Linked DNA regions of Mus musculus: regions 1, 2, 3, 4, 5 and 7 are each linked to region 6. The links are chromatin contacts, called in public HiCAR-type, HiChIP or PLAC-seq and promoter capture Hi-C maps. All regions are on one chromosome and are shown on one strand. The core of a region is the stretch at or near the end of the contact, and the rest is flanking DNA. Distances in the headings are between cores, read along the strand shown.

The links. Promoter capture Hi-C pulls out the DNA fragments that hold promoters and counts their contacts. HiCAR-type assays count read pairs that join an accessible place to other places. HiChIP or PLAC-seq counts read pairs in DNA pulled down with a chosen protein or histone mark. Capture Hi-C pulls out chosen DNA fragments and counts their contacts.
Region 1: a contact with region 6 is called in a promoter capture Hi-C map of pre-B cells, with 2.4 times the contacts expected there. The contact joins the enhancer-like site here to the promoter of Ergic2 in region 6. A contact is called at or near these places in 4 of 39 promoter capture datasets (embryonic stem cells, hippocampal neurons, pre-B cells and 1 more) and 4 of 115 datasets of contacts at active chromatin or transcription factors (differentiating embryonic stem cells, embryonic stem cells, extraembryonic endoderm stem cells and 1 more).
Region 2: a contact with region 6 is called in a promoter capture Hi-C map of liver, with 2.8 times the contacts expected there. The contact joins the enhancer-like site here to the promoter of Ergic2 in region 6. A contact is called at or near these places in 4 of 39 promoter capture datasets (embryonic stem cells, hippocampal neurons and liver) and 2 of 115 datasets of contacts at active chromatin or transcription factors (embryonic stem cells and large pre-B cells).
Region 3: a HiCAR-type map of astrocytes shows a contact between it and region 6, with 6 times the contacts expected there. The contact joins the promoter of Ints13 here to the promoter of Ergic2 in region 6. A contact is called at or near these places in 4 of 39 promoter capture datasets (hematopoietic stem and progenitor cells, hippocampal neurons, liver and 1 more), 5 of 115 datasets of contacts at active chromatin or transcription factors (astrocytes, embryonic stem cells and extraembryonic endoderm stem cells) and 2 of 9 other capture datasets (embryonic stem cells and liver).
Region 4: a contact with region 6 is called in a promoter capture Hi-C map of liver, with 3 times the contacts expected there. The contact joins the enhancer-like site here to the promoter of Ergic2 in region 6. A contact is called at or near these places in 4 of 39 promoter capture datasets (3T3-L1-derived adipocytes, hippocampal neurons and liver), 3 of 115 datasets of contacts at active chromatin or transcription factors (astrocytes, extraembryonic endoderm stem cells and large pre-B cells) and 1 of 9 other capture datasets (adipose tissue).
Region 5: an H3K27ac HiChIP or PLAC-seq map of extraembryonic endoderm stem cells shows a contact between it and region 6, with 8 times the contacts expected there. The contact joins the promoter of Stk38l here to the promoter of Ergic2 in region 6. A contact is called at or near these places in 4 of 39 promoter capture datasets (erythroid cells, hippocampal neurons, neutrophils and 1 more), 7 of 115 datasets of contacts at active chromatin or transcription factors (astrocytes, embryonic stem cells, extraembryonic endoderm stem cells and 3 more) and 1 of 9 other capture datasets (liver).
Region 7: a promoter capture Hi-C map of liver shows a contact between it and region 6, with 3 times the contacts expected there. The contact joins the promoter of Med21 here to the promoter of Ergic2 in region 6. A contact is called at or near these places in 4 of 39 promoter capture datasets (embryonic stem cells, erythroid cells, hippocampal neurons and 1 more), 4 of 484 Hi-C or Micro-C datasets (B cells, embryonic stem cells and muscle stem cells), 7 of 115 datasets of contacts at active chromatin or transcription factors (astrocytes, differentiating embryonic stem cells, embryonic stem cells and 3 more) and 2 of 9 other capture datasets (adipose tissue and liver).

What each region holds. Positions count from the first base shown.
Region 1 is chr6:146,673,970-146,677,690 of GRCm38.p6, forward strand. No RefSeq gene overlaps it. Among named protein-coding and RNA genes, the nearest start is that of 4930479D17Rik, 19 kb to the left of the region's middle. Within about 2 kb of position 1,387, at least 107 of the 459 cell types and tissues checked have an H3K27ac peak or open chromatin away from gene starts, as enhancers often do. A contact at or near this core is called in pre-B cells, where this site is marked.
Region 2 is chr6:146,926,429-146,930,083 of GRCm38.p6, forward strand. All of the region lies in intron 1 of Ppfibp1 (PTPRF interacting protein, binding protein 1 (liprin beta 1)), which reads left to right. Among named protein-coding and RNA genes, the nearest start is that of 1700034J05Rik, 26 kb to the right of the region's middle. Within about 2 kb of position 2,358, at least 26 of the 459 cell types and tissues checked have an H3K27ac peak or open chromatin away from gene starts, as enhancers often do. A contact at or near this core is called in liver, where this site is marked.
Region 3 is chr6:146,575,608-146,579,308 of GRCm38.p6, forward strand. It overlaps Ints13 (integrator complex subunit 13), which reads right to left and starts at 2,228. Exons shown (of 18, transcript NM_138757.2): 1 at 1,694-2,228; 2 at 618-853. The coding sequence starts at 842. It overlaps Fgfr1op2 (FGFR1 oncogene partner 2), which reads left to right and starts at 2,304. Exons shown (of 7, transcript NM_026218.2): 1 at 2,304-2,601.
Region 4 is chr6:146,903,338-146,907,234 of GRCm38.p6, forward strand. All of the region lies in intron 1 of Ppfibp1 (PTPRF interacting protein, binding protein 1 (liprin beta 1)), which reads left to right. Among named protein-coding and RNA genes, the nearest start is that of Ppfibp1, 17 kb to the left of the region's middle. Within about 2 kb of position 1,519, at least 5 of the 459 cell types and tissues checked have an H3K27ac peak or open chromatin away from gene starts, as enhancers often do. A contact at or near this core is called in liver, where this site is marked.
Region 5 is chr6:146,723,261-146,726,666 of GRCm38.p6, forward strand. Stk38l (serine/threonine kinase 38 like) reads left to right here and starts at 1,670. Exons shown (of 14, transcript NM_172734.3): 1 at 1,670-1,787.
Region 6 is chr6:148,210,890-148,214,728 of GRCm38.p6, forward strand. Ergic2 (ERGIC and golgi 2) reads right to left here and starts at 1,485. Exons shown (of 14, transcript NM_026168.4): 1 at 1,081-1,485. 4732416N19Rik (RIKEN cDNA 4732416N19 gene) reads left to right here and starts at 1,399. Exons shown (of 2, transcript NR_015615.1): 1 at 1,399-1,541.
Region 7 is chr6:146,641,015-146,644,770 of GRCm38.p6, forward strand. Med21 (mediator complex subunit 21) reads left to right here and starts at 1,565. Exons shown (of 4, transcript NM_025315.3): 1 at 1,565-1,638. The coding sequence starts at 1,597.

The DNA.
Region 1 (3,721 bases), core at 137-2,636, 1.5 Mb before region 6:
TAAAAGTATGGAAACAGTGAGGAAGCCTCGGCTTCCCAGTATCCCAGGCCAGCAGGAGAGTGCAGAGAAAGACAACACCGCAGCAGAGTGCTTGAGTTGTATCCTGAAGAATTTATAGGATTCTTTTTTTTTTTTTTTTGAGTTTTTCGAGACAGGGTTTCTCTGTGTAGTCCTGGCTGTCCTGGAACTCACTTTGTAGACCAGGCTGGCCTCGAACTCAGAAATCCGCCTGCCTCTGCCTCCCAAGTGCTGGGATTAAAGGCGTGCGCCACCACGCCTAGCTGATTTATAGGATTTTTTGTAGAAGGCAGAGCTGAGTGATAAAGAGGCACGAGCAAGGGCAGCAAGGCACCTTGGTGGGAGAGGAGTAGGAAGGACTTGCTAAGAACAAGTAATGAAGCCTTCAACAGACTTGCAGTATACCGTGCGTGTTTTCCTGAAAACAACCAAGAAAATAGAGGGCCCACGGGTGGGGCGGAGACCTGAACAGGTTGGCTTGAAGGCTAGTGTTTTAGCTACTGGCTCATTGCTACACTGTGGCAAACTGCCTGGCAACGGTGAGCTAAGGGAGGCGGGGGGGGGGGGTTGTTTTGGCTTCCAGTTTGAGAGTGCAGTCTCTCCTAAGGGAGGGTTTTGAGGGCAAGAGGTGCTTGGTGGCACGCATATGCAGCTGGGACTGGTGCCTCACAACCTGGAGGAACAGGAAGCAGAGAGAGTGAGGCCAGATGATAGAACCTTGAGACTTGCCTACCATGACCCACTTTCTCCAGCTTTATCCCCTAAAGGTTCCACAGCCTAAACAATGCCATAACCCGGGGGGCCAATTCTTCATACTCGGAACAGGCACGGTGAGCAAAATGTGGGCAAACAGGGATGTGCTGCCCAGCTGGGCTTGTGGGTAGAGCAGAGGGTAGAGATGCAGCTACACATAACACTGAAGACGACTTCTAGAGGAAAACAGAGGAGAAGGCTCCTAAGAAGAGACTTACAGAATTCAAGGACTGTGAGCCAAGCATGGGAAGATGTGGGGAAGGGAGCCTGTCAACAGCTCAACAACTATACATAGTTCCAGGAAAAACAAAACAGAAACCTACTGGGCTGTTTCCACGGGACCACTCTTAGTGCATCCTTTGAGATCAATTGCAGAACAGACAGGGTGGGAACCAGTGACCATGTCAGACATGGAAAAATATTTGCAACATGAAGGAAATTTAAAGATAGGCAGAAGCTGATGTAGCCTCTCTCAGGGAGGAGAGTGTTTCAGAGGAACTAATGGAAATCCTGAGAAATAGGAACTGAAAGCGCCTGGTTCCCCAAGCCAGACAGACAAGAAACATTGGCAGAATGATGTCATTCTGCCTGCTTGGATGATGTCATTTTGCCCTCAGATGGTAACCCAGACTGTGTGAGTCAATATCTATATTTGGACATAAAGAGAACCACCGTCTATGCTGTGTGCCAGTTCAGAAGTCTGTTATGCTGGTCTGGTTTAGCTCTGCCTAATTGTTTTAGGCTCTGACTTCACCAACAGCCCTGGTAGTTAGTTAGTCTGTTTGGTATCACACAGTTAGAATCCCAGCACGTCTATGTTCATGTACATCATCATAACTGGTCTGTCCCTTCTGCACTTGGAAGACCCTGGCATGTATTCACAAGGCCATTCACAACATATATTTTAAAAGGCAAAGAGGGGATATCAGAAGCAATCTATGTCCAAAAGCTTATGCAGATGCTAGGTATGGAGTAGACTCTAGTACATTCTTTGATCTAAGAGCTCAGGGTTGGCCAGACAGTTTTCATAGAAAAATGCTATCTCTCAATATAGCTCCCGAACCTAGTTATGGGTACCAGCAGAAAGGGTCAAACAGTTTGTGTGTCTTCGTTCTGGAAGCGAATGGTGGTTTTCCAGTCTTGTGCTCACCTCTCCAAAGACTCAAGGTGCTCTTTAATGCAGAGGGACTGAGGGGACGGCTCGGTGGGTGAAGTCCTTGCCATGCAAGCTTGAGGACCTGATTCAGTCCCCAGCAGTCACAAAGCTACACAGAGAAGACACCTTGTCTCAAAACCCCAGCTGCCATGGCTGTGCACACTTGTCACCTCCTTATAAGATCCTGGGCTCGATGCCTACTCAGCTTAACCAAACTTGTTGGTCCCGATCAAATGAGTCACCTTCTCTCAAAAAACAAGATGCGAGGCCACTGAAGAATGACACCTGAGACCAATCTCTGACATCTACACACATGAACACACACGTGCACATGTACCCCCACGCACCTACATATACATGAGCACGCACAAATACACACACAGAGAGGGAGCCCCTCGTGGTACTGTGTTTTAGACTTACCTGTATACGTTCTTGGTGGATGCATTCAGCCGGCAAACTTTCATTTGGAGGTTGATGAAACTGAACAGTGAATGACTTTGACTTCCGCTAGAGAGCAGAAAGAACCAGAGGAGAGGAAGCTCGCCCCAAGAGGAGAGGAAGCTCGCCCCAAAGGAAAGGAAGCTTACCCCAAGAGTAGAGGATGTATATGTAGTTTTACAAGGACAATCAGAAGGCTTAAAAAGGAGGGAAACTATCAGAAGCAAGCACACAGGTCCAAGAGCTCATGGAGGTGGCTGGCTGGAGCTACAACGATCGCTTCCGTGAGTTGAGCACGTGAGTTTTCCAGCCACTTTTCAGAGAATGCATGTTATATACTGGCATGTGGTCTTACGTGGAGGCTGAGGAGAGGGGCATTGAAGCAAAATTGGGACATCTGGGGGTGGACCACTGAGCAGCAGCATGTATGATGTTCTGGGATATTTCTCACCAGCTGAAGGAATCAGTCGGTTTGGAAAGGTCACAGGTCATCACATTGCTATAGTTCTAAAGTGTATAGATAGTTCTGAAGCATTGATTTAGAAAAGTTCATTCCTTTATTACTAACAGCAGCTACACCCCAGCATCATCCCCAGAATCTCACCTTGTTTGAATGAGACTGAAATTCTCAAGAGTGAGCAGCAGCCTCCTTGGTGCAGCTACAGCGAGCAGCAGCCTCCTTGGTGCAGCTTTTAGTTTCTAACACTAACACGTTGGCGGCTGCCCACCGGAGGTGATAGATAAACGTTTGTTGGGTTGGTGAGTGAAGCACATGACACTCTAGATTCTGTGTCTAGTACTTCTACGAGCATTGAGCATCGGGGAGGGGACGGGGTAATCCTGCTTTCCACCTCGGGTCGGCCTGAGGGCCAGTGCTGCCCTGGGATGCTGAGTGCTCATACAGTTTTGTTAAGCTGTGCATCAGCTACTCCCTCCATCTCCTGCAGGAGGGCCCAGTGACTTAAAAGATTTAACTTAGCTCTTGAACCATGGAAGGAACTATCACGACTCCTTAAGTCTGTGTGTCACTCCTGTGACCCAGGAGAGCCCTTCTTTGCCTTTCTCTTTAGTATCAAGATGGCACCAAGTTACTAGAGTGTATTTCTTTCCACTAATAAAGAGTTCCTGCTGAGCATCATTATTGTGGGTTGAGCTGTCCCCCAACCCTCATGCCTACACAAAACTTATGATTATGGCATTTTGAGGTAGGGTCTCTGTGGATATAAGCAAGCTGAGGTAGGCCATATTGGGAAAAGGTGAATGATAAAGTGAATGACTGCTATCTATATCAAAAGAGGGAAGGGTTAGAGATGTAACTCAGTGGAATAGCACTTGGTCAGCATGGTGAGGCTCTGG
Region 2 (3,655 bases), core at 1,108-3,607, 1.3 Mb before region 6:
ACAAGCTGTTTTCTGCGACTCCTAATGTGTGAAAAAATGCCTTTCTGTAACATACACAGCTCAGTTTTTAAGTGACTCCACTGTGTTCTGTTCGGCTAGACTCTGTTCTTTGATGTAAGTCATTCCTAGTTGTTCATTGAGTTGCTTGGTAAACAGTTCATTTTTGTGCATTCCTGTGAGTAGTGTTTGTAGGTCACAGCTTTCATGCATTTAAAATGTTGCCACATACTGCTGTACTGCCCTTGGGTAAAATATATTGATTTGTGCTGTATCAATGGTTTCCTATTCTCTGGAAACTCTCAACAGGTAGTTGGTTTAAGGATAGGGTCAGGTATGTGAGGGTCGGGCATAATGAGGAGACTTAAGTGTTACAACTGCCTTTTCACCTTTCAGATTCTGGGCTCTGGGCATGCATTATCTCCTCGGCCATGAAACAAGGGCACAGTTACTTCTTGTTTTCCTGAGCCTTTCCAAATGGGTGTTCTGGGAGGAAACTCTTGTTAAAATGCTTGGTATCGTATGTCCTTCAGAGTTCAGAGTTCTTCAGATTTTTTGAATATTTGTGTAGATTTTTGGGCTGAGCATCACAATTGCTCAGACTTTTTCAGAGTATTTTGGATTTGGGCTGGGCTGTTTAGTTTATACCACAGTTTTTAGTACTGGGGAAAAAAAAAGGCTCATGTTAACTTATATTCTAAGACTGTTAAAGAGATTGCTTTAGTTTCATTAAAAACACAAACACAATTTGGGAGGTTTTTTTTTTAATACATTTAAAAAATATAGTGTGCACACACTCTTGTGCATGGGTCATCATAGTGCATATGTGAAGAAGGGGTTGGTTCTCCTTCCTCCTTGTGAGTTCCTGGGATTGAACCCAGATCGTTACCTTGGTGTTAAGCACCTTTACCCACTGAGCCTTCTTTAAAGGACCGAGCCTCAGTTTTAAAAAGTTTAATTTGAAGATAAAAGAACAGATGCTGAGTCCGTTCTTGTTGAAAAAGCAAATATCAGATTCTGGAAGCTGGTAGAACTTTGGAGAAGTCTGTGTTTAGTTTCCCATTTTGGGGCATGAGCTTTAAAGACATTAGTGGGCTTATGGGATATGTAGACCTCAGAGTTCGGCTTCTGGGATGAGCCAGTAATAAACGTTAGTTCCTTCTGATTCTAGCTGCATGTGATAGGTCTGGAATGTTGACTTGGTAAGCTTAGGTTTCAGCTGGAGGTGGTTGTAGGTAGGCACCATTCTGCACATAAGAAGAACCAATATACTTTTTATGACTGTTTGAGAGTAAATCAGCAGCGTAGTTTAAGAACAGTCTTCTTAAGCATTCCCTTGGGGCTGGTAGGTGTGGCACCGTGGGGTGGTACATGTGCAGTGGGCAAAGCCAGGGGCCTAATCCCTGCATCAAAGCAGCAGAACAGAACACACCCATTTGGTTCATTTCACAAGTACAGTTCTGTGAACTTATTTCAGCACAGTTTGCCAAGCCTCATCTTGTTTTCCCCCCTTTTAAATAAGGTAGAAATAGGATGTAGTTGTTTTCGAGAAGTTGAATGTTAAGAGGTGAAGGTAAATGAAGGGAGACTGCACGATCAGCTTTTCCCTGCTGTGCTGTTCTTCAGAGGCCTCCACTTTGTCTTCTGTGGAGCCTTTGATGTGTCTGTCATCTAGTAGTTTTGCACAGATATTATTTGCAACTTGCTGCCAGAAAGCCTCCAGGGGGAATCTTCCTGCTTTCCAGGTCCCTCCTTCGTGCTTATCTCTGCCCTCATGGAGTCTCCTGTTCTTTTTCCCAGGTCACCAGTTCTGTCAACCTTTCTAGGTATTGGCAATGGCCACTGTCCTCACCAAGGTCCTGACTAGCACCCTAGACTCTTTAGTCTTGTTTGTGACCTCTGCTTTCAGACTGTGGGTACTGCTGGACCAAGTGACGATTCACTGTAGTCTCTTTGGCAGAGGGACAGACAGCAGTCTTTTGATTTTTTAATCTGTTGACTTCCTACCCACTTTTTGAAGCTGTTATGATTTCTTCCCCGTCCTTTTTAAGTCTCTTTCTGCAATCCCCACTTACTCTCTAGGGATGATATCATTTCCTTTATTTATTGAAAAGATCCAGGCCAGGGGTCACATATTCAAATGCCACCAGAAGGCATTGAGATAACTTAAAAAAAAAAAAAATCTAAGAAATGAGACAAGAGGCAGGGACTGTAAGTGCAGTGTGTGTGTGTGTGTGTGTGTGTGTGTGTGTGTGTGTGTGTGTGTGTGTGTGTGTGTGTGTGTGTGTTTGACCTTTGCCCCATGGGAACTTGGCTTTAGTGTTGCTCCCCTCTCTGTTTTATCTGGAAAACTCAAACGTCTGTTTTTCTGTGTGAAATCTGATCATGTTAAAATCATCCTGGGTAGGCCACCAAACAGTCACTTTCCTTTGCCACCTCAGCATCTTTCTTTGTCACCCTTTCTTTGTCTTTGTGGTGTTCTGTGTTTACCATCCTGTCTCAGGGGTTTAACCCTTTGTCCACAACTTTCTTTTCTCTACATAAAGACACTTAACATGCCCCCTTACTCCTGAACGGTCTTGGTGCTCTCTGTACCTTTGCTGTTGGTCTCCGTTGGTTGGACAAGCATCTTACCTTGTTAGAATGGGAATGATTCCGTCTCCTCTTTCCCAGCCCCAGCTGCTTACCTGGGTCCTCAGGGCCTCATCATTTCTCTTTCATGCCTAATTGGCTTTATAGGGCTTTTCATTCATTGCTTTCTTGATTGATTGAGGCAGTGTCTCAAGTAGCCATGTGTGCAGGATCTGTGCAGCTGAGGTTTCCTTTGAACTCTGATCCTCTATCTCTGACTTGAAGTGCTGTGACTACAGGGGTTCACCACCCTACTCAGCTGTTGCCTTTGCTTTTTTACATTATTTTGCAGATATTAATTGAACAAACCAGTGTGTTTCATTGTGTATTTTTTATAGACAAGATAACATACTTTGACTATTCTTATTGTCTATGTCTCCCCTCTTGATGCCACTCCCTACCTTTTCCTTATTCCCTTCATGTCCCCAGGATCTCCTCACTCCTCTAATGCTTTAGCTGTTACCTTCATGACTTGGTCTTGAGGATCTGAGACTGCATTGACTTGAATTTTTGATTTTGAACATAAATTTACCATCTGGTTTTACTTGTCCACCCTGCTGTGTCCCAAATACTGTATCTCAAAGATTTTTTTTTTTTAATCACTGTTTGCTGTACTTTTGCTGTTAGTACTCCTCACCCAACTCCACCTTGTGGAACAGGACTCACTTCATCTCCCTCTCACTCACCCAGCTCCTCAATGGCTCCTGTTCAATTTCAGAGTGACATTTTTCCTTCTAAAACTTCGCTGCTGCTCTCCATATCTTCTTGGAAGGCTTTTACTTACAAATTAGCCAGAGATATCTTCTCCTTGTCTTTCTCTGGTTCCTCATGTGTCCCTGTTACCTTGTGGAAAGCCCAGCTCTGGCCAGGCTACTCCTTGGCTTGGAAAACCTCAAAGACAGTGAGTTAGCAAAGCTTATTGGCTTGCTTGCCAGTGCTGTCAAGTATCATTCTAGACTCTTCTCTCATTGTCCCTCCAGATACTCTCTACTCCAGTGCACTGGAACCATGGATATTGCTGAACACT
Region 3 (3,701 bases), core at 978-3,477, 1.6 Mb before region 6:
TACTTGCAAATAACCCTGAAACATCTAAGATACTCAAACCTAAAGGTAACTTTAATATTTGGAATTTCTATCAAATGTCAATGTTTCCTCTTACTGATGAAAACAAAAGAAAAGAAAAACAAAACACCAGCAACAACAACAACAAAAACTTAGTTTTTTGGAGTTGGGGAAATGGTTCACATCTTTAATCCCAGCACTTGAGAGAAAGGTGGACTTCTGTGAGTCCAAGGCCAACTTGGTCTACAAAGTGAGATCCAGGACAGCCAGGGCTACAAAATAACCTCAACATTCCCAATTGTTCTCAAAGTTCAGTGCCTGTTCCATGCTTACAACATACTTTATATATGGCCTAACATGTATAGATAGTACATACTTCACTGGACTGTTGGAGAGGCCAGTAGGTATACAGTACTTTGGGATACACCTGGATCTTGTAAGTGCTCAGCGCCATCATTACTGCTGTCTGCAACTAAATACCAACACTGCACTAATCATAAAGGGCAGCTCTACATACATTTGAACTATACAGTTATAAATCTACAGTAAATTCACATAATAATTATAGACACAGTTAATTAAGTACATCATCCCATCACAATTGTGTTCATAACACTCACCAGCTTTTTGAAAGGAAATATGTCATACATTATTCTACAATATTCCATGGAAGATTCTACTGAGCAAGTCCACAAGGATTTGGAGATGGGAGCCAAAGGGATGATGCCTTGGGTCCTGTTCTTCACCAGCATATCAAACTCCACATGCTGCCTACAGGATTCTGCCATGTATGGGCAGTGATCCACAACAAACACTGTTTTATGAGATTCAGAAAAAATCTTCATTTTGTTTTAACCTGTAAAAGGATAAACAAACTAGTCAAAACGATGACACATAACATTTATCATAAATGATTTCTCACTTAAGTGTGTTTTCAAGATTTGATACGGATCCTAAGTTCTGAGAATTTTGTGCAAAAAAGGCCAAAGTAATGGTGCCAGTTCAAAGAATATGCCACATCATACCATGCAGTCTATCTACCAAATGAAGTTAGTTCATACTTCTTTTTTTCTTTTACAAAGCACTTAAAATAGAAGAAAACATCTGTGCACATTGTATTTGATTCTTATGCCTACAAATCACAGATCTAATTCCTCAAATGTATTTATGGTGATCCTTGTTAGGGGCTAAGGGAAATCAACAGGAAAAGACTGACAGCAAAAGTACAACCCAAAATAGACACACATCTCCTACGGTAACTGCATATTGCGTCTTTCTATGGCTTCAAACTCATCCTCTCCCTCCACTTGCAATACACTACAGTAATTCACCACGTAGACCACAACAAGCAGATGCTATCCCATGCTGGCGAAGAGAAAACACTTCTAAAACTTTTTCTTATAAACACAGAACATGTGGTGCACTGCCCTGCTTCGCTCCTAAAATTTTACAGACCAAAAAAAAAAAAATTTTTTTTTTAAACCTACATTCTAAAGCACCTGGGAAACAGCAAGTGTTCAAGGTAACAAACCACCTTAGGGTCCCGCTATTACCTCCTGCTGCTCTGGAACGCACCGCCCCTCCCCGCCAAAGTCCCTGTCTGCAAACCTTCTGCACACACCTGACTGCAAGGGGGGTGGGGGGCGGCGAACGAGGTGAGTGGATGGGGAAGACCTCGGCATCGAGGTTCGCTTACTTTCGTGCCTGGTCCTGCAGTGAATGAACGGAGGCTGAGAGAGAAGGCGGACGAGGGTGGGTGGGGAGTCGGCGCACAGTCGGTCTGGTACAACCCGCAGAAGACTGACTGCCCGGCTCATCTCCCAACACTCCGGCTGCTTAAACGCAGGGGCGCGCGCATGCGCGTGCAAGCACAAGAGCGCACTCGGACTCGCGCGTGCGCACGGCGCTCTCGCACAGCCCCGCCATCTTCCCTTCTCCTTAGAAGCCACCAGAGGCCGAACCGGAAGAGGGCGGAGCAAGTGAGGGGAAAAAAAAAGCCTTTAACATTTGTTCCCAATCAACCGTAGGGAAGAACGGTCAGGACGACCCGAGAGATCCCCCCACAAAGTACTAAGCCACGGCCGGGACAAGCCAGCCTCGGCTCTGGACAGGCAGAGCCTACCCACCCAACCTCCCCTCTCCGCCTCCAGTCCGGGCCGGTAGCCCCTCGGAAAACACGCGAGAGTGTGCGAGCGGCAGAGCAAAACCTTGAGAGGGGGGCGAGGAGAGAAGCCCCGCCCCCTCCCCGTTCTCCAATCAACGGCCAGCCGTTTACCGGGGGTGGGGCCTTCGGGAACCAGCAGAGGGAAGTCTCGCGAGGCTTGTCGCTCAGCGGCTGCGGGTCGCGGAGGTTCTGGTCCGCCCGGGATGGGGCCGAGACGAGTGGGTTTCCCGTACGTCCCGCCGCTGTGTGAGCAGGACTGTGCGTCCGCTCGCTGAGCAGGCGCAGCGAGGGCGCGGAGACCACTCCGTGGGCACTCCACCTCGCGGGTGGTCGTCGCCCCAGGGGGACTGAAGCGCAGTGGAATAACTACACGCGTGGGCGAGCCTCTGAGCCGGGCTTCCTCTCTCCGTGCTCTCCCTGAGGTCCTGCCGGGAACTGAGGTACGGAAAGTTCCCTGAAAACCCTGGGCCTGCACGCCGCGGGACACCCCTTCCGGGTTCCCCTTCCTGCCACTCGGGAGCTCCGTGGGCGGTGGCCTGAGGGACTTGTCACTGTTGAGTTTACCTCAGCACACTTGACCGCGTTTGCGCCTGGGACTTAGCCACGGTCCTGAGGGAGCTGCTGGGATCGTTTGAGTCCCTCAGCGGCCTTCCAAATTCGGTTTCAAGTTGAAAAACTGGTTTTCTCCAGACAAATGTTTCAGAAGCTCCAAGTGTGTGCATTCCACCATTTTCAAGAACAGTGCAGTTCTCTGCTTTCAGAGTGATGTGTGTGGACAGGATGCTTATTGGTGTGTGTGGTCTGCACGCATTCTTTCTTTATCCCATTCTAAGGTTTTCTTTGAAAGACACATGCTTTTTATATTGCTACCAGCATCTGTGTCTGCTCCTCAAGAGTGAGGACTCTCTTTTCTTCCCGTCCTCCTTTCCAGAACACGGACCTCAGAACTGCCTACGTTCTGTATTCCACTCACACTGCACCAGGTTTTTTTGCTTCTTTCACTGTGACTGTTACAGTTGCCCTTCCTCCACCCCAAACCGGTGTCCCCGCCTCAGCCTTCCATACTTACTGTGACATGTATTCGCCTGAAACTTTTTCAAGTTCTAATTTAAGCATATCGATTCATCAGGGTTTTTTACCATCCTATCTCATCATATTTTACCTTTTCAGTGTCATCTTATTGCCACCCCTAATTCCTTTCCAAACACTGTGCCATGTGAGTCCATATAGTCTGCTAGAATGCTTGCTTTTCCTTCTGTCTTATCATCTATCAAAACCCAATTCATAGATGATTCTTTTTAGACTCCCTCCGGTGACATTGACAGTACAATGAACTCGGATAGCTCTTGACATAGTTTTGCAGTATTCATTAGGATGTATTATTTGTTCAATTACCTGTCTCTCCTGCCAGCTTGAACTTGAGTCTGGAATCATGTCTTATTCATGTTTAAAACAAATGCTATCTCAGTGTTGGCACAGAGCAAGCAATATATATATATATATATATATACACATACACGCACATATATATATTTATTTA
Region 4 (3,897 bases), core at 269-2,768, 1.3 Mb before region 6:
TCTTATCTAACTTTTTATTTCAATGACTTAATTTTTATTTTATTTATGTATAAATGTGTGTGGTTTTTAGGCACATGCAAACATGTGGTGCCTGAGGAGGGTAAAAAGGGAATGCTGGATCCCCTGGAACTGGAGTTAAGATGGTTGTGAGGTGCTGGGACCTGAGCTGTGCTCCTGCGAGAGCAACATATGCTCTTGACTGCTGAGCCACATTCTTCTTTTATTGTTTTCTTTTCTACCTCACATCTACAAATCTTTTAAGTCAATGTTACAGTGAACTCCTATTGCTCTGCAAGTGACCATTTAATGTAATCATTGTTTAAAGTTATATCTCAAAGGAGATGACTAGTGTTTCCTGTGGAGGACTGACCTCAAGTGCCTGTGTCCCCACTGTGTCCTGGGATAAAGAACCTTCATGCACACATATGGGATACAAAAGGGAAAGTTGGCAAGAGAAGATGAGGCTCTTACTGGGTCAAGGGTTGCATGATTGGTTTTGTTTCTGATTTCCCTTGCCTCTGGGTGGAAGGGAGTTTACTGAAGGCTTCCACTGATTCCAAATTGGCTAACTAACTATGACCAGGAGTCCATTCAACAAACTGTGGCCTCGATTTGTATAGAGTTATCCCACAATCAATTTTTTATCTATGGGAAGGTAGCTGAAACAGGGGCTGTGACAGGTTTCCTCGATGCCTGGGCCCTTTCCCCTTCAGGCTCTGAGGTGTGGTCTTAACTGGGCCCTGGACCTGCACTCAGTTGCTCATCAGCTGTACCACCCCAAGCTTGAAGATGAGGTAACATTATGGAACACTTGGCTGTTTTGGTAAGGCCTTTCACTGCGGCTTTTATAGCTGCTTCTTACCTCAATGTTATGAGGTTAAATACCATCTTCATCTCCATTAATTTGGGAGGAAACCATCACTCAATGGAAGTGTTGTTAAAACAGAGCTTCTGACTCCAGGGCTGATGGGCTCCACTTAGGAGCAGCCCTGTCACTGTAGTCAGGGTCCTGAATTCCTTGGTGGAACTAGTAGGTAGTGTGCAGCTTCCAATATCTTAGGTTTTGGAATCAGTTGTACCTTGGATAGAATAGGATTCTATTCAAGGGTGCTCTTGTTTTAGGATTACAGTTCTGTTCCTTACCCACCCCGAGCTCTGTCTTCTCATCAGTAGCATGAAATAACTTTGCTTTTTAGGATTGTTGGATTAAATTGAGATGCCTATCATAATACGTGGCTCATTTTCTGTGGGAGTTCAGCAGATTATGTCTTAGTTCTCAATTTAAAAAAAATGCAACTTTTCTTTTTTGTTCAAAAGTTTTAGAATATCTGATAAGTGAATTTTTCTTTTTTCTTCTTTTCTTTTCTTTTTCAAATATTTTATTTAGATGTGAGAAAATTTCCCTGTTCAGTGCTTTTTTTTTTTTCCCCCTTTCTATTGTGGATAAGTTACCTGCTCCTCACAGGTCTTTCTGTTTTGTTGAGTTCATCATGAACTTAGGACTGTGCTCATAGTCAAGGCAAAGTGTGTTTTGTCTGTTTATTCACGTGAAACACAGCTCTTGCGAAGGGTGATAGCTCAGTCATTCCTTTGCACATAGCTAAGAGTTTTGGCATCCTTTAAAGAGTTGTTACTTTTCCATGCTTTATTAACAGAATCATGAGAAAAGAATATCAAGCTTAAGTTATCATGCTGTGTAGAAGTCAGGTTTGGTTGGTGCTGGTGCTAAGCCCTTATGACCTAAGAGAACGGCACTAATAGGAAGTCTCTGCATGAAGAATTCCACATGAGGTTATCTTGTCATTTAACTTCTATTGTGTGTATGTTCAGGCTTTGCATGTTAATGAATTAAGCCAAATAGTTTATGCTTTCAGAATTCTAAGCCAATATGCTTTTTATTCTGCAGAGTTAAAGAAAGACATTCATTGGGAATCCCCTTTATGCTCTATTTATTTAATTTTAGTCCCTGAAGCCATGATTGTGTTTAATTAAAAAATTTTTTTATTATTATTTTATGTGTATGGGTGTTTTGCCTGCATACATGTCTGTATATCACATGTATTCTGATGTCCAAAAAGGCCAGAAGAGGGCATTGGATCTCCTGAAACATAGTTATTGATAGTTGTGAGCTGTTATGTATGTGCTGAGAAGTGAACCTGTGTTCTCTAAAAGAGTCATCTTCAGCCTTGTGGTTACACTTCAGCAGTGAATTAACTCAGTATTTGAATAGAAAGTGAGTTATAATTACAGGAAAGAGCTTCTGAGCTGGTGACTGACAGCCTTGGTTTGGATCTTGGAGCTTGGATCTATTGTGTGGTTTTCTCATCTTCTTTCCTGCATCTTGGTAGGAATGGAGAGGATATGGGAAATTTTCCTCATGTAATACATATAAGTTCATAAATTAGAATTATAATATAATTTAGGGCATGTACATTCCATAGGTAAGACATAGATACAGTAAGCATCAGTGATTATGTAAATTGGTGTGATTTCTACATTCCCTTACATGTTTAATGCTCAGGGGTCATTGGCCAAATCTTGGGACTGCTGCAGACTGAGGCTTGAACATTGTAAAATGTTGTGCCATTGGCCAGTTGGAACTGTTTCACTAAAATTCCAGTCTTGCAGTTTGACTGGAAGTTAGAGTGGATATTTGGGGACGGAGGTAGAAGTGGAAGTAACAGTGAGGAAAGTTGAAATTGATGAGGAGAGAAAGGAAGAATAAGACTGATACTGATCTGACTATTTATTGATGGCCCTGAAGGACTGGAGAGAGTGGTTCATGATCTTGAGATAGGAACCCAGCAGGCAGCTCTGTGCTAGTAGTCACTTGAAGTCATGTTGGCTCCAGCCCTTTGAAACAAGGCAGGGGTGGTGCATGCAGGAGTGGAGCGTGCCAGCTGTTTTGTGTTTTATTGGCTGCTTGGCTGATGGAGTTAATGGAGTGATTAGCTTCCATTAGTGTTTGCCTTAGCTGAGTCTCTGTTGATGGCATGAAGATCCCCTTCTGACTTCCTGTGTCCCAGCATCTTTTATTGCAGAAAGAGAATGCCAAGTTGGCATGAGTAAATCCTGCAAGGGCCTCAGATAACAGCAGACAGCACCCAATGACCAGGGACAGTCTTTTCTAAGTTACTATGACTAAGGAGTCTGTGAGCTGTTTAAAGTGTCGTGTCTACTTCCCTCCGCATATATGCATTTGACATGAAGTGCATTGGTGAGTGAAGCTCATTGTGGTGAACTTGACCCTTCCAACCTCTGTCATCTGTACTTTGGAAGTTGTGGTTTGTTATCAACAACAGAAGATCTGGATTATTTAGAGTCAGAGAGGCAGGTGGGGGATTGGCTCTGCCCCAGGATTATGTGCCATTAACAGTCCCTGTCTTTATGAAATACTGGTCTGTAGCATGAAGGTGGGAGGGAGAGAAGTAGGGGGAGCCAGACTTTCAGGGGTTTTGTATACAAGTTTGAAAAAATACTTAGACAAATTGGAACTGGACAGATTAAAAACTCTGAGTCTTTGGAGGGAGGAAAGGGAAGGTGAAATGATGTAATTACAATCTCAAGAATGATGACGATGATAATTATTACTATAAGGAAAACTCCCACACCAAGATTCTGGCAGTCTGACCCCAATGTTGATAAGCTTTGTGGTCTTGGACAAGCCATGCTGCCAGTTGTAGACTGAGTATGATAATTCCAGGCCAGCTTTCATAGGAGGGCTTTCAGGCTAAAAAATGAGATCAGATGTAAAAATGCTGACAAACATTAGACAGAATTGTACGGTTAGGCTAAGTTTTCATTTGAAGTATATTTTCTTCCCTTTAAACAACCTGACCACCCCAATCTTGCAGTAATAGGAAGTAGTCATTGCTTTCCCTCTGACTCCTGGTGCTG
Region 5 (3,406 bases), core at 420-2,919, 1.5 Mb before region 6:
TGAACTGGAGTTACTAAGGTGTGCACCATCTGCTGTGGGTGCTGGGAACCTAACTCTGGCCTTTTGTGAGAGCAGAAGAGGGCCATCCTCTAGCCCTTGCATATATTGTTTTAATAGTGTAAAAGCTAAGGGTATTTCATAAAATCCCACTGTTTGAAGAATGGATTTGTTTTTTTTTGTTGTTTTGTTTTTTTTTTGTTTTTTTTTTTTTTTGTTTTTCGAGACAGGGTTTCTCTGTATAGCCTTGGCTGTCCTGGAACTCACTCTGTAGACCAGGCTGGCCTCGAACTCAGAAATCCACCTGCCTCTGCCTCCCGAGTGCTGGGATCAAAGGCGTGCGCCACCACACCCGGCTCCAAGAATGGATTTGTTAATAGTGATTGGGAATATTGGTTTGTCTTACTCAAAGACCAGTTTTATCTTAAAAAGCAAAACTCTTGTCACTTTCCCAAAACTCTCCCCTGTGTTCTCCATGGGAAAGTGATTTTCTAAATATCACACACTCTTCTCCCTTTATCCACAGATTCACTTTGGCAGTACCCACAGTCAACCATGTTCCAAAATTATGAAGTGGAAAATTCCAGAAATAAATGATTCACCAGTTTTAAACTGAAAATGCCGTTCTAAGTAGCCAATGAAGTCTCTCACTCCCCTCACTGTGTTGCTCCCAGGACGCTAGCAGTTCCTCTGGAGTGTCAATGTTGTGTATGTGAAACTCCTGGCCCCCTGGGAGGCATGGTCCTTGTTCCAATAATCCTCATTTTATTTCATAATAGCCCCAAAGCACAAGAGCAGCTGGCTGTCTACATCAAAGATAAGATTTAGCCTGCTTTTGTATTGTTAAGACTGGGTCTCACTCTGTAGCTCTAGCTGGGCTCAAACTCACTATGTAGCCCAGGCTGGTCTCAAACTTGCCGCAGCTTCTGCCTCAGCCTCCTTGGTGATGGGATTACATGCATGAAACACTGTACCTGGCGTCAAAGTTTGTTTGTTTGTTTGTTTTTTTAAAGTAAATGTTGTTGAGGTTGCTTAAATCTATGGTTCGGTTGTTAATCTCTTACTGTGCTGGATGTATAAATTAAGAGTAGGTGTGTGTAGGACACACAGTGTATAGTGTTTGGCTAGTCCGCGGGTCCTGAAGTTTGCCTGCCTACCTTTGATGCGAAGGGAAGAGACAATGACGACGACAATTTTCTAGCCTAATGCTGTATGTTATGTTGTCAACTGCTCTGGGATTTTTCAGGTAAGTTTAGCAAATTTTCATGTATGCTGGTAAGTTTCTTGTGGTCTTCCTAAATTCTAAATCCTCCTAAGCCTTTCGGGTTCAGTTATAGAGACGTGGAAGTCACAGAGCTGCTACATTGGTGATCTCTCCTCTATGGAGCCATCTTTGCATTGCCTTGAGGAGAGCTCCATCACACCAGGCCTCTCTCAGGGTCAGGCAGAACCAGTTAGAACTGGAGAGGGCCATGAGACAAGAACGTTACAACGCCCAGTAGTGATTAGACTGAGCTCAGGTTCCTGGACCAACCTACACTTCCGCCCGCGAAGGTGGGGGTCGGTACTGGCGCTGACGCCAGAAGGACACTTCCGCCTGGGTGCGTATGACGTCAGGGGCGACCCCTTTAAAAAAAAAAATCTAGGAGATCAAGTCTCGCGAGATTCTGGCGCGGCCGCTTTGGCACCGCCTCACGGGGCGGGACGAGGCGGGGCCTGGCGCGAGAGACGCGCGCCGCGGGCTGCGGTGACTGAGGAGGAGGCTGAGCGGGCGCGGGCGACACCGGCAGGTGAGAGCGGGCGAGGGCACCGGCGCCGGCGCGGGGCAGGGCCGCGGGGCTAGGGCGGCGCTCGCTGCGGGGAGGTGTGAGGGGCTTGGCGCGGTACAGCCCGCGGCGCCCAGCCCAGGTGTCCCTGGCGGAGCGGAGAACCGCGGCCGTGCGCGGCGTCCCCGGGCTGCAGGCGGGGCCGCGCCCCCACCGCCTGTCAGTCACCGGGGCCTTCGCCGAGCCGGGTGCGGCAGCCTGCGTACCGGGAGCGGAGCCGCCAGCCCCGCGCGCGTCCTGCTCCGGGCCCACCTTCCCGTCCCCTCCGGACGCAGAGGGCACGGCTCGCCGGCACAAAGTTGCCGGTGCACAGCGACGGCAAACTGTGCCCGAGCCGCGGCGTCCCTGTCACCGATGCTACTTTCTCTGTTGCGGGGTCGCTCTTGGGTCCCGAAGTTTGGAGAAACGCGGTGAAGAGATGCGAGGTGGGTCTGGAGCAGCGGCTGGTGTAGAGGTGCGCTGCTGCCGCCCCTCGGGACTCACTCGGTGCAGAGCCGGCGCGCTCTCCGGCTCCTCTGCAACTTGGGACGCGTTTCGGTAGAAGCCACTTATGGATTTGGCTCTGGTATTAGCCACACGACTGCCAAGAAGCCAGGCGAACAAAGTTCAATGGTTTTAAGGTGGTGATTACCCCTTATTTGGCAGTCGTGGCTTAAATCGGTCAGGTCTCCCTACTTTAAGTCAATAAGCCTTGCAATTTGCATATCAAGTTGTCTTGATGTCTCACGCACAAGCCTAAATGGAAAGGTTTTTCTCTTACGCCTCAGGATATATAAAACAATTAAGTTTATTATGCTCTTTCCCTCGTGGCCAAGAGGCACTTTATTTGAGTTAGTTGCTCTTGTGTCTATTTGGGGAGATAATTTAGTTAAATATACGATAAATTATGATATTGCGCGAGGTCATAAAAGTACTTTTATTTGGAAAATCCTGGTCTCAGAAGAAGTACAAGGGATAAAAGTTTGGTATTTGCCTTCGCTCTGCTGAGCGTTTTTTCTCCTAGTTAGAGGCCCGATTAGGCATCCCATTTGTTGGGATGTGTTTAGAATGAGAAGCATAGTTCGGTGTAGTTTCCGTGCTCTTTTGAAAGGCCTTGCTGTTAAGTAATGAACAAATTAGACTCAGAAAAACCACATTAAATAGAATACTGGAAGTCTCAGCACTTGTTTTCTTGAGTTTGCTTACAAATAAGCCAAAGAATAGAAACTAAGGCTGTCTAAATAAAAAGGTGTTCTCTGCAGTTTTTATTATTTAAAACAGTTTTAAATTTTAAATATATTTTGATCATAGTCCCTTCTCCCTCAAGCCCTTCCAGATCCTCTCCTCCTCTCTACCCACCCAACTTTAAGTTCTTTCTCAAAAACCAAACTCTGCAGCTTTTTAAATACTAGATTTTAATTTCAAAAAGTGGGACATTAAGAACAAAGGAAAATGATAAAAAACCAAAATGATAAAGCATTAGTCTCAGTTTGGCCATTTTTCTTTAGAAAAGTTCCACTCTCTCAAAGACCAGTGACATCTTGTTAGTAGAATTGGTAACATGCCTTAGCAAGTGCCTTCTCACAGAGCTAGGAAAAGTTGAA
Region 6 (3,839 bases), core at 235-2,734:
AAAGACAAGCTGTCATTAAAACACCAAATTAAAATCTAGGAAAACTATTAAAAAGAATTTGTAGCACACACAGTCTAAAACCAACTTCTGTTTAAAAATGAATTATTTAAATGGCAAACCCTGGTGAAAATAAATGCTGTTTTGTAAATCTTTGTTGTTCATGTTCTAGACTACAGTGACTTCCTTTCAGAAGTCCTCTAACTTGCCATGTTTCTTTAATGTGTACCTCCGAAGTGAAATCAGGTGTAATACTCAGCAAAGCAGTCAAGTTTACTATCTGAAAGAAAGCTGCTTCCCAGGACCCTCACTACAAAAGCATGGAATTTCTATTTCTCAGGATCTTCCTCTACAAGCTGGAATAGTAACTTAAGGTTAACTAATAAGAAAGGTAGGCAAAGAGACCTTCCGCAAGGCAGCAGCACACTCGTTTCTTTAGGTACGGACGTACACTGGAGGTTGGAGAAGTGAAATTCGGAATTACAACTTCAAACCAATGAAGAATGCCTAATTTAACTATCTTTAATTGCTTCCGAACGAAAGCCTATCTCGAAACACCGAAACAGCTGTTACTTGCCTATAGCCTAGGGCACCGAATTGCACGCCTAAAGTTAATGACACGTTTGCCCGTAGATCTCCGAGATCTCGTCTACGATACCCACGGCGGTCCCGTATCAGGAGCTGAGCCGTCATCCCCTGGATGGGTCAACAGCTGACAAACGGGACACACACACACCACCTGCCTCGGCGTCTGCGCCCGCCCCGGCCCCTCTCTAGGCCCGGCTTTTAATTTACGGCGAGAGTGACCACGGTGCTGGCAGGGTCGCTGCTGTCCACGACAGCCTGGACGAGACAACGAAGGGCGCGGCCGATCACCGAAGCTCCCTGGCCGCGGGCGCGGACGCCGGCGGCACTCGGCAGGAACGCCCCCGGGCAGCGGAGCGGCTCCGCGGCCAGCTGCTCCGCAGAGCCGCGACGAGTACAGGCCAGTGCCAGGCCTGGGAGCCCCCTCAGCCGCGCCCAGGTCCCCGTCCGCCCGTAACCGCCGAAGGAAACGGCCCCGGCAGGGTTTTAGCGTCTTACCTAGTGGTACGGTCCCAGCCGACCGCCATGTTTCACAGAAGCCCGGGTCGCCCGAGCCCGGCGCACACGAAGATCTCGCGAGAACAAGAGCAACTCTCACGGCTGACCATGTCCGAAGGGAGCGCAAATGGAGAACTCGCGATACTTTCCGCGTTGACGGTATGTGATCTAATCAAGCGGCGCGGTCAACCTGAAAGGGGCGTGGCTACGTGGAAACTAAGTGAAAATAGGAGGCCGGTCCCTTTCCAGGAAGGGGAAGTTACCTTCCGCCTGACCCCGAGACAAACCGACTGGAACGGCGCTCCGCACTACAGACCGGAAGTGATCACCAGCCACCTTAAGGCGCCGGCCACACTGCAGCTCAGGTGGTTGAGAGGCCTCCGGCTTTGCGTCTTCATTTATTCCGGTCTACAACACCTAAACCTCCCTTGTCGGGCGTGGAGAACGGTTTCGATTATTCGGTCAGTGTGCTTAAGGATTCCCTAAAAGTAAGCTACGCAAGAAAGCCCGACAGTGTGTGCTCATGGCCCTTCACAGCACAGGACGGAATAGAGGGGCTTTGGAAAAAAAGTTGGCTCCGAAATGCTGGAGAGGAACCCACTCAAGCTCCCGTCCTACCCATTTGCTACCAAATTTTACAGGCACGCGTTGTGGTTTAAAAACAGTTTTAAGGAAAGCGTACTTATGACGAATGTCTACACAGAAAGCACTGTTTTCTCTAATCTTCACAATACTATTGCCAAGAAATACCACTATTTACTTGGTTAGTAGGTAAGGGTTTGAGTTTTAAGAGGGAGGTAAAGAGTAGTTAAGAGCTGTCAAAGAGAAACAGGCTGGGAGATCTTGACTACAGATTGACTGTGTGTATACTCCTTTACTGAAAAGAGACCCTCATCCTTCAAACCAAGGACAAATGCATGCACTCTGGTGGCAATTTAATCTCCAGACTTTCAAGACTACTCCAATTAATCATAAATTCCTATTTGACTTAAGGTTCGTGGATAATAAACACAGCCTCAAGCCAAGATTACCTAAATTAAATATCCAATCTAACTTGTTAATATCGTGACTTTGAGCATATTGCATTTCTTTGTATCTCTATCCCCTCATCTGTCAAATGGGCATAATAATGTGTTGATACATGTCTAAAATGCAAACTTACCTCACTTGTAATCTATCGGCAGCTCCTCCCTGTCGTCTCCATACCCAGGTCTACAGTGTATAGGCTGTAGCTTGGATAAAGGCAGGACTGTTGTTCATTTAGTTACACCTGATCCTTTGTCTCCAGGGCACGTTTCCTTTAGAGTAATAACGATCCCCCTGAGAGTTGGGTTTCACAACATAGCAAAACTAAATAATTTGACCCTGCTATTTTTAGAAAAACAATTTTAAAAGCTAACAAGCATAAAAGTTAATTTTTCCCGAAGAGTGAAACTTCTTAACCAATGAATCAATCATTTAGCTTCTCTGGTTTTCTTTAATGCTTCTCTTTCTTTGCTTCGTTTTGTTGTTTTGTCTGGTGCTTGGCATCAGATTTGGAGCCTGATACAAGTGAAGCTGTACCACTGAACTACATTGCCAGGAAGACCTGCCTGACTTTATAGGTTAATTTTCATATTATTGGTGGCATAATATATGGGAAACAGTCTGCTTTTTAGAGACTCCATCCCATTATGTTTCATTTATTGAAGAGAGGTTTAGGAGTAGGGTTAAAATGCTCAAACTATATTTTTATGACATCCTTTTAATTCTCCGTAGATTGGGGACAAGCTTTAGCTAGTTAATAACAAAAGAGAAACTAATATTACTCTCTAAGGTTCACATGTACCTCAAGTGGCTTTTGTGTCTTATTCTTTTTTTGTTGTTTGTTTTGTTTTTTCGAGACAGGGTTTCTCTGTGTACCCCTGTCTGTCCTGAAACTCACTCTGTAGACCAGGCTGGCCTCGAACTCAGAAATCCGCCTGCCTCTGCCTCCCAAGTGCTAGGATTAAAGGCGTGTGCCACCACCGCCCGGCATGTCTTATTCCTAACCCAAATCTATTCTTCTTTATATATGAACATCACCACCAGCCTCAAATTTGATTGGATCACAGTCTTCTGTGTTTGTTTCTTCTCCCTAGCTGCCAATCTCAGTGTTGTTTGTCCTGAAACTGTTGCCCAGCTTCTCAGCTGTACATAGAGCCTCTTTATCACAGGCTTCAGCTAGAGGTGACTACTAATTCTCTATTCATATTTTGTATTAACTAGTTTTTATTTGCCCAGACAGACTTTACCTATATCCCAGGCTGATCATGAACTTGGGCAGATCTTCTGCCTCAGCTTCCCAAGGGATTACAGGTGTGTGAAGTAGAAACTTATAGTTTCTTTGGAAAGTTAGTTATGTCAAATGATGTTTTGCTGGGGCACTCAGGTGAAAGGATGTCTTGCTAAAGCAGACATAGATGAAAGGATGTTTTCCTGAAGCAGACACAGGTGAAAGGATATCTTGCTATATAGCAAACATGTGGAAGGACCTGAGATGAAGGAGCATAAATGTGACCCCACAGGTGTGAGCCACCACACTTTGCTCTGAACACGTTTTCAACATTGTCATTTATGGGCTTCTGCCATTTTTTCCATGTACCTACTTGGAGCTTGAAAATCTGAGTTTTCTTATTTATATGAATATGTAGGTCCATGATATTTCAGTAGTTCCCAACTTTATTTTTAATCTTGGGAATTGTTTAGTTCCTTTCAGCTTTTTGAGATTCTCTGATAAG
Region 7 (3,756 bases), core at 315-2,814, 1.6 Mb before region 6:
CATTCATGTTGATGGGCTATAATGTGATTGACGTGTGCTCTCTTGCCCTGCCTTGTAACAGGCCCGGATTTTAGCACAACTTACTCTACGATGAAGTATCATAAAACTGAGGATGTAGGCAGCACCACCTGCCAAAACGAAAATAAAAGTCCATATCAAAGTCCATAGTTCTGGGAAAGTCTGTAAATGTACTAACCTTGCTTTTTGGTTTCTGTAGTTACACTTCTACCCAACTATTTTTGTTAACTGAGTCATGTCAACTCAAGATACGAATTTTGTGCTAGAAAGTTCACCCTGAGGAAGGCTGGGATCCTGAATACCCAGTATAGTCGATGGCTGGCTAATCATGACTATCTGTTGGCTTAAACCACATCTGAGGAGTCTTCTCTGGTGGATACCTCCCAACCTCCTCATCTGTTATGTCCTCCTCTGTTAGGATTCACCAAGAAGGCTCTCTCACGATGACAGTCCACCTTGATAGTGGACTTCCCAGCCTCCAGAACACTGTAGGGAGTAAACGTTCTTTGTAATTGCTTGTCTGTGCTATTCAGTTGTAGCAACAAAAAACAGGCTCACATACCCACCCACCTCCAACTCCAGAAATGATCATCTTGGAAACTATGATAAACAGTTTGTCTGAGTTCCACAAACCAGGTATTTGCAGATTCAGGACTCACTTCCCATCAGAATATCCCCAGGCTAACAGAAATGACCTTTCTGCTATCACCCTTCACACGGAAAACTGTCAGGAAGCCCCAGTTCTAAATTTACATTCTGAAGCTGATCTTTCTTAAGATCGAACCTGCCTAGACCGGGCGTGGTGGCGCACACCTTTAATCCCAGCACTTGGAAGGCAGAGGCAGGCAGATTTCTGCGTTCGAGGCCAGCCTGGTCTACAGAGTTTGCACCTCCTACCTTCAAATGCTCTTCTTCCTCCTTTTCACTTTACTTATCACCCGTTCCTCATCACAGAGCTGTTTAATGCTTTCCATTTCCCCCAGGCACTCCCACTCAGAATTAAAGCACTAATCTAGTCTCCAGTTGGGTAAGCACCTCCTGCCCCAAACTAATTAGCCACCCTTTTCTAGCCATTTTGATTTCCTGGAGAATGTTAATTTCTCGAATTTAAATGTTGTGAATGGCGGGCTGCGAGTATGCTTTGTGGTATACCTGCAAAGTAAAAGCAAAGGAAAACAAGTGTTCCAGATAAACAAAACAAAGAAACGAACGAACAAAAACAAAACCCCTCACAAACAAAACACATTCCAGGCCAGCCAGGACTACACCGTGAGGCATAGCCTCGTCAGAGCTAACAGACAGAATGGAGGAAGCACCTTCCCTTCACAGGCTCGGTCCAGCGTAAACGCGAACCCGTAGCAGCTCAGCCTGCACGCGTCCCTCCTCCCCCACACCAGCCCTGGATCCCACCCGCCTGACGTCAGCAGGCCCGCAGGCTGGCCCCGCCCCTCCCCGGCAGCATGCTTCCTTAACCACGCCCCTCAAGGAGGAAGGCCTGTGATTGGTCCGGAGGCGTCATAAATTGGCCAATCGCTCGCGCTCTAGCAGCTTTTGCGCACCCTTGCGTGCGTGGTGAACATGGCGGATAGACTCACTCAGCTGCAGGACGCTGTGAACTCGGTGAGGGCTTTCCTCTGCTCGCCAGCCTTGCTTTCCTGACGCGGAGAGAGGAGGAAGGGGCGAGGCAAGGCCCCGGGGAGCGCGCAGATTGAGGTCGCCGCGGGCGGCGCACCCCGTGAGGCCTGGGTCTCACGTAGTCCACAGGGCGGGGTCTGAGGAGACGGGCCTGTCCTGAGGGGAGACCGGGCCGGGCGGCTTGTCCTGAGGGGAGGCGGGACCCGGGGGCCTGTCCTGAGGGGAGGTCGGAGCCGCCAGTCTCTCCTAAGGGAGGTGGGACCCGGGGGTCTCTCCTGAGAGGATGTGGGACCTGCCAGTCTCTCCTGAGAGCCATGGGACCCGGGGCCTCTGGTGAGGTGCGAACTTGAGGAAGGGAACGAGTGGCCGCTAATAAGGAGGGGACCCGACGACGGCCTCTCCTGAGGAGACTCAAGGTCTGCGGCCAGGTAGCCAGGAAGCGAGTACTCAAGTTCCAGGGATGCTTCTAGAACTTCCTTTGTGGGGCAGCACACGCCTAAGCACTTTTGTGTGTATCCCTCCCTCGCGTTTCAATTTCAACCTGCCAAACGGATTTCTCCTGTGATTCCACCTCTGAGGCTGAGACAGGAGGATTGCAGCGAGCTCCGGGCCAGCCTGAGCTCCAGTTTGATAGCCCATCTCAGAAAACAAAACACAAAAGACCACAACAAAGTGTTGAGTGTTTGTAGGTTGGTGTATGAGTGACCAGGGCGTGAGCTTGCCTTGCTTTCTGTAGGCCTTCACTCCTCCCTCCGCTCTTGGCGACTCCAGCACCAATGGTTGGAGAGTAACGTCTAGAAGAGGCCAGATCCTGGCCTCTCCGTTTCTTTGCATTTGTTTAAGTCTGCTTTACGATCTTCCCTAAGAGGCTCTTATAGGTGGAGTGAAGCTCTTACAGCACAGTACCACAGAACAGTGAATGTACACAAGAGGGATTTTTGTTTTGTTTTGAGATGGTCTCACTGTGTAGCTCTGGCTGACCTGCACACTGTGGAGACCAGATTGGCGTTAAAAACAAAAAAAAAAAACAGCCCAGTAATCAAAATCTACAACAAAAGCTCCTGAAAACTGCTAGCTTCTCTAACTTTGTCGCCTCTGGCTGTTATTCTGGCTTAATTGTACATGAATGGAAAACTAAATACTGAGCCTGGAATGGTGACCCACATCTTTAATTCCTGTAATCCCAGCACTTGGGAGGCAGAGGCAGGCGGATTTCTGAATTCAAGGCCACCTGGTCTACAGAGTGAGTTCCAGGAGAGCCAGGGCTACACAGAGAAACCCTGTCTCGAAAAAAAAAAACCAAACCAAAACAACAACAACAAAAATAGTGCAACAGTTTTCCATTGGTAATTAAAATCTCTTAGTGTCATTCTGGTTGTAGTTTGATGTAGAAGAGCCTACACAGTATATGCCTGCTGAAAAAAAAAATCTAAATACCTAGTTCTCTGGACAGTGTTTTTTAAACAGGAATGTTATAACAAGGCTTCTTGGTAATTCATCATTTTTGAGAGTACATTGAAATTGTGTATCTACTAGTGGGAAGACTAGTCTATTCTGTGTAAATAAAGTAGTTTTAAAGTTGAGGGGCTATCTCTTAAATGTTGATGAAGTCACCAAGGTACATTCTGTTTTGCAAAGATTCCCTGGGCTGCCAGCCAACCTCTCCCAAGAAAATACTTTTGTAATTTTACAAGTCTTTCTTGTTTTAATTTAAATTTTTTTGGTTTTACAAATCTTAATAATGCTGTGTAGAAGCTCATCTCCTAAGTATGCATATTCATGTAGGTCCTATAGTTAGGATGTTAAGGATACGATATAGTCTTAGGAGTACTGATAATTGAGTTAATATGTATGCCTACTGTGTCTACAGGGAATGTGTTTACAAAGAACTATTCTAGGAGCTTAGAAAGATGTCATAAACTCAAGAGACTTTTAGATGATGCAAACAAACCCCATATGTGGCTAGGGAGTTACAGTGGATTGTTTTCAGCTCTTAAGAGCTAAAGTAGATTGGAACACAGAGCAATATTAACATTTGTTCTGCCATCTGGAAACTCCATGTTCATTTCTATAATATATACAGTACTTGTCATGGAGTTGGTT